Linked DNA regions of Sus scrofa: region 1 is linked to region 2. Evidence: chromatin contacts called from public Hi-C data. All regions are on one chromosome and are shown on one strand. The core of a region is the stretch at or near the end of the contact, and the rest is flanking DNA. Distances in the headings are between cores, read along the strand shown.

Region 1 (4,440 bases), core at 1,143-3,642, 51 kb before region 2:
TGCTCTAACTGAACAGAGATGAGCTAAGCCCGTTTGCTCCTATGTGAGGAGTGACATAGTGGAGTTGGGGGAGGGGCATTACAGCGGTAAGGGATTTTAAAAAAGGGGGGTTATTATAAATATGTGAAATCTTGTGTGTGAAACTTGAAAACTGTGAAGTACAGTAGTCTTTTTTGGGCCGCAACTGTGGCATATGGAGGTTCCTGGGCTAGGGGTCGAATCGAAGCTGTAGCTGCTGGCCTACACCATAGCCACAGCAATGCAGGATCCTTAACCTACTGAGCGAAGCCAGGGATCGAACTCTTGTCTTCATGGATACTAGTCGGGTTCCCTACTGCTGAACCACAACAGGAACTCCTAAAGAATCTTTCATTCAATAATTTTTTTTTTCTTTTTAGGGGCGCACCCACGGCTTATGGAGTTTCCTAGGCTACGGGTCCAATCAGAACTGCAGCTGCCAGTCTACACCACAGCCACAGCAACACCAGAGCTGAGCTGTGTCTGTGACCTACACCACAGCTCACGGCAACGCCGGATCCTTCACCCACTGAGCGAGGCCAGGGATTGAATCTGCGACCTCATGGTTCCTGGTCGGATTCATTTCCGCTGCGCCATGACAGGTGCTCCCAAAAGAAATTTTTTAATTAATCAGTAAAAATACTAATGGGGATCTCTTTGGACAGCTTTATTTTTATCATACGCACAGAAAAAAACTGGTGGAGCTTGGTGCAAGCCCAGCTCTGTCTAGTGATGTTTTGTTTCTCACTCCAAGAGCCACTTTAGCAAAAACATTCTGAGGAGACCTTCTCGGTGGATTAGCCAACACCAAACCTTCTGTGTCCCTGTCTTTATTTGCCAGATGCCTTCAGCCAGGACCCCAAGGACTCATTGATAAGAGTAAATATTTTAAATTAGGGCCCAGATATTTGAGAGGTCATTCTGAGGAAAAGTCCTGGAAGTAGGTCCTCAGGTAGTGACTTACTCCACAGGGTCTGTGACAGATTTCACTCCCTTGCTGGACACATTCCAGCAGGTAACCCAACCCCTCCTCTTCGGCGGGAAACCAACAACTACATACCAGTGACCATCATAGGAACAAACCTACCCTGTTGTTGTTAAGGCAGTAGTTTGCAAACCTTTGTCCCCTGTTACCAGTAATACATGACTAGCTGCTTTATGGATTATGTTACAAGGTGGCACACTTGACTGCAGCCTCAAGCGGGGGCCAGCCTCTTAGGAACATTGTTAATAAAAAGTCATCAGTCTGCTGTAAATCAACCATAATTGAAAAAATAAAAATCATTAAAAAAAAGTCATTAGTCTGATAGGCTGGGATCCAATAGGCTCTATGCAGGTGTTTGCTTTTTTTTTTTTTTTTTTTTTTGGCCATGCCTGAAGCATGCAGAAGTTCCCAGGCCAGGGATCCAACCCCCACCACAGCAGGGACAACATGGATCCTTAACCTGCTGAGCCACCAGGGAACCCCAAGTGTTTGCTCTTATTAATACAAAGTCCAAATATCCTACAGAGGACTGTTCATTTCCATGTAAATTTTACAATGGCGGCAATGCTGGGATCCCAGTACGTGGAATCTCGCTTAGAACAAGTGGGCATCCACGCGCCTGAGACTGATGTTCTGTCTTAAGTTTGTAAGTGACATATACGGAGCTGGACCACGAGCTTGAAGATAAAGTCATTCTTTCAGCAAACACTGGTCAGGAATCTGTTGTGATCCAGGTGGGGATGCAGAGATGGCAGGAAGAATGCAGAGACCATCCCCGTGTGCCTGGCAGTGTGCAATCCCTTTACAGACGGTGATTCATCCATTCTCCCGGTAGCCCTGCCTCCATTTTTTCCCAGTGGAAACTGACGTTTGGGGGAACCGAGTAACTGCCAGGCCTTTTAACCCCCACCCCCATCAATACCTTGAAGGCCCTCGCAATACATACTTAAGGAGCTCATCCATTGCTTAAGAACTCAAGGAGACCATCAGCTTGGCAAGTCTCATGCTCCCTCTAGAGAACTCCAAATGTTGGGGGGACCCGAGGGCGCCCCTCTGCTGCCAGAACCCCCACCCCACCGCGCTTCCTAACACTCTAGGGGGTAGCCTGGAAGGGAAGGAAAGGAGGCGCGAGAGGTTTCGTCGCCGTGCCCGGACGCCAGGCGCCAGGGGATCTCCTTTAAGATCCTTCTGTCTGTCTCCGCAGGAGAATGTCTGCCCGAGGCGGCTCCACGCTCCCAAGCTGCGCGCCGGGACGCAGGTTTCTCTGCCTTCAAAGCTCCGCGCGACAGCCACACCGAAGCCCCAAACCTTGGGCAGGGGCCAAACGGTCACTTCCCCGCCCTCCAGGCGCGGTATGCAAATCCGAGCACCAGGAAGTAGCTGGGACCTCCCGGCCGGGCTCGGCGACGGCCAGTTCCTCCGCCGCCGCTCCGGGCCTCCGCCGCCACTCGCTCCTGGCCGTGGCGCCTCCGGGCCGGACGCGCTCAGCCTCCAGCCCGCGGCAGGCGGGGCGGCCGCGCCACCCCGGGCCCCGAGCCCGCACTCTGAGCCGCGCGCCTCCGCTCCCGCCCCGCCGGGCCGCCCCGTCGCGCCCCCAGCTCTGACCGCGGCCACCGTGGAGCGCCGCCGCCGCCGCCCCGCGACTTGCACCCGGAGCTGGTGAGTCCCAGGCGCGAGGCGGAGGGAGGGTGGGCGCGGGCCGGGGGAGCGGGGGAGGGCGCGCGGCCGGACGCGGAGGCCACCCAGGTGCCTTCCGCTGGCGGGGCACCTAGGATCGAGGCCGCTGGCGCGGGCGGCTCCGCAGGTGTCTCCTCCGCCCCGGGCTCAGGGGCGTGGCGTGGGGTGCGGGCTGGCGCACCGCGGGTCCCTCCGGCGCCGCCCCGGGGGCCGGATGCTGTCCCCGCTCGGGCCGCTCCCGGCGCGCGGCGGGGGAGCCCCCCTCTCCGCACCAGGCGGGCGCGCGGCGGGGATCCCACGGGGAAGTCCTCGCAGGCACAGTCTGCCGTCCCCTCACATTCTCGGGTCCTCCGAGGTGAGCGATGCGACTCGGTCCAGGCCCTCTCCCAGGCCCGCGGGCGGCTGGCTCCCCGGTGCCTGGGCCTGAGCGTGACCTCCTGGGGCTGCGGGGGAGGCGGTGCGCACCCTCCCGCTGAGCCCGGCGCCTCCCGGCCAGCGGAGCCGCAGTCCCCAGCCTCTGGAGGCCGAGAGGAAGCGAGAGTTATTTTAAGAATTCAGGGGTTGCCTTTCCTTCGCCTTGGGGGAGGGGTGCGCGCGGCAGTTCCCTCTTTCCTGTGTTATCTAGGCTGCCTGCGGTGTCTTCGCGATACTGAGCGTTTGTCATATTCCATTTAATAGCCGGCGTGGTCGCGGGTGTGTGTGTGTGTGTGTGTGATCGTCTGTCTGTCTTAATTACCCAAATCCACCCAACTTCTTTGCCATCACATAAACTCGAGTGGAATAAGGGCTTCATAGTTTGCTAGCTACCTGTGAGCTTGGGCCTGTTATTAAAATTCTCGGCTTGGATTTTCTCATCTTTAGGAGAACATAGCCACCTTCTGCGCTATTTATTGCAGGTAAAGTCCCCAGGTATTCCATAGACGGTGCCGTTATTATTGCAAATAATTGTGTCCGTGAAAACGAGGTTCCCTGGTTCTTGGCAGATTGGTTGTTTTAAACCAAAGGCTGCTGGTCCCATTTAGCCCCACCTGACCTTACTAGTAAATCTGCATAATAAATGCACCAGAGATTTGCTGACCCAGGGCAGGGCCCAGGAGTCTGACTCACCCCAAGACCCAGCCAATGAGGATGTCTGACTTACTTGTAATGTCTTGGCTACCCCAGAGGGCGCCCAGGCAGAGGTTCCTGAGGGCCAGGGCATTCTCTCCCCACAGCGGAGCAGAGGGGAATAGGCACTGAAGTCCTCAGAGCCCTCCTGGATAAGGTGAGCTCTGCTGGGAAAAAGTGGGACCCACGTAGTTCCTGGTTCTCATTTAGAAGTAAGGACGTCAGCGCTTTGAGACTTGAAGAAATGTATCTTGATCACAAGGGGTTTTTGGTGCCTGAGTGTTTTTGGATGCAGAGTTGGGTAACCCTCTTCCCGAGTGAAGGATAGAGGGAAGCGGATGTAAAGGAAGAGAAAACGGAGCCAGGAAACCCGAGTCTGAGTCTCTTTCACCATTTACCGAAGCTGTGATTTGAGATAAATTACTCGGGCCATTTATTTTGCCACCATTTCCTTCACAGCAGTAACTAGAGTCATAGTATGATTTGCCCATGTCTGTATAGCTTGTATTTCACTACAGTGAACTCTCAGTGAAAACAGTTCTGTCTGGCTTGTCCAAAACACAAGCCCTGGTGCCTGTCACGAGGTCTAGATGGCTTGGAAGAAGGAATGAAGCTCTGCTCTGAGCCTGGCCCTGTGTGAGGCCAAGGAACAC
Region 2 (5,115 bases), core at 2,311-4,810:
TGTTTACACGGTGCAGGTGGCCCAGGACATCCTGAGGCCGACATGGGAGGGGTGCTTCTGCTGCTCCCCTCTTTGAAGTAAAGTGGGATTTCCTTGTGCTTCTCATCATGGGATTGTTTCTCTTCCAATCTGGAGGGAAAGCTGGCATTTGGATGGCATTTATTTATGCATTTCACCAACCTGTATATAGATCTTACTGGGTGCTGTTTTAAGTATACCGCTAAGCACTTTACAAATATTAACTGACTTCACTCATCTCATCCCCATCACAACCTAGCGAGCTCAATGAAGTTATCTCCAGTGTTCAGAAGGAAACTGAAGCACAGATAAATTAGGCAACTTGCCCAATATCACACAGTTAATCATTGAGACACCCAGGCTTTGAGTTTAATGACCCAACTCCACAGTGTTCACTCTAAAATATTTTGCAAATTGTGGTGTCTTCCCCAGGAATCTTTAAGAGAAAATTTCTGCATAGGATCTTGTACCTACAAGTGGACTTTAGAACGTAACCAAGACGGTGATAGGTGTCCTTTAAGACATTTTTTTCTGTACACATTAAATATATATATATATTTCAATCAGTAATGATTGGTGGTCAAGAACATCAAATTACACACATCTCTCTTTTTAACCCATCTTATTCTCATAGTGTGTCAGTTCAGCTTAATTTAATGAAACCTCCACTGTTGATGGGCATCTGGGGTGTATCTGCCTGTAATAATCTAAGTATGAACATTCTTGTGCCGGGTACAAGTGTGTCTGAAAAACAAATCCTCACCATAAAAACAGACAACCCCCCCAAGTATGTGAAGTGATGGATATGTTAACTGTTTTGAGGTAATCATTTCACAATATCTACGTAGATCAAATCACCCCATTGTACACCCTACACTTACCCAATGTTATATGTCACTTATATCTCAGTGAGACTGGAGAAGAAAAAAAAAAGAAGAACACATCTCCAGAAGTGGAATTTCAGGTGGATAGCTCTTTCTTGGCTGAGCAGGTGGTTAACTGTGGGACATTACCCGGTCTTACCAGATGATAAACAAGAAGTCTTTTTTTTTCTTTTTTTGCCATTTCTTTGGCTGCATATGGAGGTTCCAAGGCTGGGGGTTGAATTGGAGCTGTTGCTGCCAGCCTACACCAGAGCCACAGCAACATGGGATCCGAGCCATGCCTGCGACCTACACCACAGCTCACGGCAACGCCGGATCCTTAACCCACTGAGCAAGGCCAGGAATTGAACCCACAACCTCGTGGTTCCTGGTCGGATTCTTTAACAACTGAGTCTGTTTAGGTTTTTCTTTTTTGAAGGAATTTAGCATTCTCCTGCTGTTAAATGAGGATGAGGTGTTGCTAACCAGTATTTGTCCCAGGGTGGAAAAGCCACTCACCTCCTTTTCTGGATGTGTTGGCGGATGTCTCCTTGTGATAGAGGGTTTCTCAGCTGTCTGTCTCATTAGACTATCTAGCTGAGCTTATGTCATGAGCATCCCAGGGGTATATTTGCCTGTCAGACCCTCAGGTATTACTGTGATTAACCCAGAGTCTCTGCATGTAAAATGTGCCTTCATTTAGTGTTCATAAAAAAAAAAAAAAAAAAGACATTGCCACACACATCGTCAACAGCACTCTTAAGTCAAACTCATCGTAAGAAACTTTAGGATTCTTAGGCCGAGGCTTCCCTTTCTGGGGAGAACAGGTCAGCTTCCTCTTTTCTGGTGAAAGCCCTGTGACACAGGCTGCCCTCCGACCCTTCCTGCCAGGAAGCCACTTGGGCAAATCTACTACCCATCAGGTTCCACTTTTCTTTCTCTGCTTTTCCCTGCCCTTAGTTTTCTGTTTCCAGCTTCTTAATTAATGTTATTATTATTATTATTATTTTTGTAAAAAGCATTTTGAATCCTTCTGAGAAAGAAGCAGGCTATAAAAACAATCTCTGTAGCATCATTAATTAAAAAAAAAAAAAAACAACAACCTACAAGTTTCAAAATAGCCATTCTTTGGCCAAAGGGGAAAAAATGCGCAGGCTTTAGGCCAAAGCTGTGTGAGTCCACCCTTCACTAGTGCTGTGACTTTGAGCCAGTTCACCTCATGCCTCAGTTTACACCTCTGTAATGTGGGGTTAATAATACCTGGGTCTTGGAGTTCCTTTGAGGATTAAATGAGATGCTCAGAAAATTACAGATGCTTAATTGAAAAATACTAAGGTGTGAGTCATGGTAAAGCACAGCTCCTATCAGTCGAAATCGTCGAAATCATGTAACTGTTCTGTTTTTTTTGGGGTGCATTGTGTTTTGTGCTTTTCTGATACCTTTGCACAGCTAAAGAATTGAGGACCTGGTGTGAGCTGGTGGTGTTTATCCCATGCTACAAGGGGAGTGCTCTTTGAGCTTTTTTGCTGAAGTGTTTGCACACAGTGCCCCAAATTCAAAGCTCAGTGCCAGGGCAGAGAGAGGCCACTAACTCCATGGGGAGCCCTGTCCTGCTGCTTTCCTCTAGAGGAAAACAGGACATACACCTGGTTTTCAGTTATCCATGGTGATGGGGGACGGGAAATGATGAAATAGGCATAAAAAAATGATCATCTGCAGATTTTACCATCCCTCCCACATCCACCTGCTTTTCATTTTCATTCTCTGTCTTCCTTCCCATGGCTGCTGCCCCTGAACCATCTCCATCACCCTTCACAGGTCTGGCTCAATGACTCCCCTCCATATAACACCTGCCAAGTGCTCTTCTAACCTCATCTGCTGCCTTCACACACGCATGTGTGCATGCACTACATGGGTTCCTAATATTTGGGGAAAAACTGTTTTTGCATAAATTGTTCATACTATCTTCTTATTTTCTCCCCTTCCAACTTTTTATTTTGAAAATTTCAAATGTATAGGAAAAAGAAAGACTATCCTTACCCAGATGCACTAATTTCTTACTGTTTTGCCACATTCGTCTCTACTCTCCATCTCCCCCTCCCTTTTCCTTTTGGGTGGAGGTGTTGAAAGTTGCACACTCCCAGAGCCCCCATCCCTAATCCGCCTCGCCTGCATCTCCTCAAATGTGGACATTCTCCCGCATGACCGCGGTGCCTTCATCACGCCTATAACACACACAAGGTCCAGGATCCTGTCTACACATATTCGGATTCCCCCAGTGATCCAGCCACGTCCTCCTCCCACCCACGCCCATTCATTCAGGGCAGCAGCCGAGCGCACAGTCCTTGCATTCTTGTCGTGAGCACTCCCAGAGCATCTGCTCTCTGTCGGCACTGGTGGAGGTGCTGGGAACATTACAGGGAAGAAGCAGGCTTGGGGCTGGCCCTTCCGCTATGGTCCACCTGGGGAGCTGACCTTAAATAAACCCACACGTAACGGAATGTCGGTCCTAATAAGAAACACGAGAGTGAAGCGTGAAAAGTGGGCAGAGGGGAGCTTGGTGAAGATCTGTCTGGGGAGGTAACATTTGTGTCCAGATCTGAAAAAAGACAGAGCTGGAAAGGGATAGAGAGCGCGCGCGAGGGCCCGGGAAAAAAAGGGGCTGTCCCAAGCCGGTGCGCGTGCGTCTGGCCCGGGGAGCGCGCAGACCTGACCCGCGTGCGTCGTGGGCGGGGGAGCGCGCAGGCCGGGCGCGCGCGTGCGTCCTGAGGACCCTCGGGGCTCCTCCCCTGGGAGCTCAGGGTGCCTTCCAGGGTCCGTACCGGATGGTTTTTGCGCCACCTCGTTCTCTTGGTTCTGCAGCACCGTTTCAATGGCGATGATTTAAACCCAGCTTTCCTGAGGGGTGGAGATGGGTGGGACTGGCCAGAAAAGAACACCCCTGTTTATTTACAGATCAGCTAGAAAACCCACCTCCATTACAGAAACTTTAGCACATGAAAAAAAAAAAAAAAAAAAGTGCTGTTTTGAGTCAAAGAACTACTTGCTTCCCCTTTATTTTGGGAACTACAGCTCGCTAGTTTCAGAAAGAGGTGTGACTGTCCTTAGAGGCTCCCTACGTCAACCCAGGAAAAGATAAACAAGGCGCAGATCGAAGTCCTCCTGGAAGCCTGGGGAACTAAACGGGACTAGGGGCAGGATGAGCTGGGAAAACAGTGCAGAGGGTGACAGACAAGTGGTCCTGAGGTTTCCTAGAACAGTTCCTCCTCCAGGAGGTGTGGCGAATTCCCACCACTCGCCTTCCCTGTGTGAAACCATCTCTCTGAAGTTCTAGGCCAGGGTCCCCACTGGCAGTGCTTCAGAATGACACCCATCAGCGGGGGAGCACCTCCCACCCCACCCCCGGAGGGATGCCTGGTGCGGGAGAACTTCCTGGCCCGTGTCCCAGGACTCTGTTCCATGAGCCCAGGGCATTCTGGTGTTCTTTCAGGTTTGGGAACGGGCCCTCTAGGACCCTCTGATGGAGCTCCTAATAGATTTTGTTTCTTTTTAAATGTATACATTTGACCCCAAGGCTGTAGTGTGAGGCCAGAGTCCTGTGCTATTTCAGTGCTGTGACCCCCTCTTTAGTCTCCAGAGTGCTTTGGGGGGTGTTCTATGCATCCCAGTCCTAACGGAGTGAACAAAGAAGAGTTATCATTTGGAAGCGTGATTACGTCCTTGCTGGCTGAGCACTAGCCATCTTCTGAGGCTGGCTCTCCCCTGAAGCCTCAGTCACAGGCATGGCCGTCTGATGGCACCTGTTTGTGCCCCCCAGCTCCACCATCTCTCCTGGTGTCCTCACTCACAAGTCTTACTGGGAAGACTACTGGCTGTGATTGTTTGGGGGTTCCTGTAAACATCTTTTCTCCCACATCCTAGTCCCCTCTTTTATTTTCAGTCTAGGTGAAGGCCACCTCTGTTCCCCAGGCCCCAAGCCACATTGGGCTGGCGCCTGGCTCTGTGCCTTCTGGCTCTTAATCATGCTCGCCCTTGAAGCCCCAGGCCTCTCACTTCACCTTGCAAGGTGGCCTTGGCTTTCAGCTGTGCCTCCTCTCCAGCCCTCCTCCTGGACTTCCTTACTTGTTCCCTGAAGGGATCGGCTTAAACTAATTCCCTGAAGGGGCCGTGTGAGCTCAGGGCCAATACTTTGCACATGAAGTTCCTTCTTCCCAGAATCTCGTTGCTGCCTTTG

What was found. A called contact is a pair of places that touch in the nucleus more often than the background predicts.
Region 1: a contact with region 2 is called in a Hi-C map of alveolar macrophages, with 1.6 times the contacts expected there. The contact joins the promoter of LYN here to the enhancer-like site in region 2. A contact is called at or near these places in 2 of 5 promoter capture datasets (fetal liver and liver), 9 of 47 Hi-C or Micro-C datasets (alveolar macrophages, blood, liver and 2 more) and 2 of 2 datasets of contacts at active chromatin or transcription factors (alveolar macrophages and skeletal muscle).

What each region holds. Positions count from the first base shown.
Region 1 is chr4:75,901,662-75,906,101 of Sscrofa11.1, reverse strand. It overlaps LYN (tyrosine-protein kinase Lyn), which reads left to right and starts at 2,392. Exons shown (of 13, transcript XM_021089363.1): 1 at 2,392-2,662.
Region 2 is chr4:75,850,821-75,855,935 of Sscrofa11.1, reverse strand. All of the region lies in intron 1 of LYN (tyrosine-protein kinase Lyn), which reads left to right. Among named protein-coding and RNA genes, the nearest start is that of LYN, 50 kb to the left of the region's middle. Within about 2 kb of position 3,560, at least 46 of the 83 cell types and tissues checked have an H3K27ac peak or open chromatin away from gene starts, as enhancers often do. A contact at or near this core is called in alveolar macrophages, fetal liver, liver and 2 more, where this site is marked.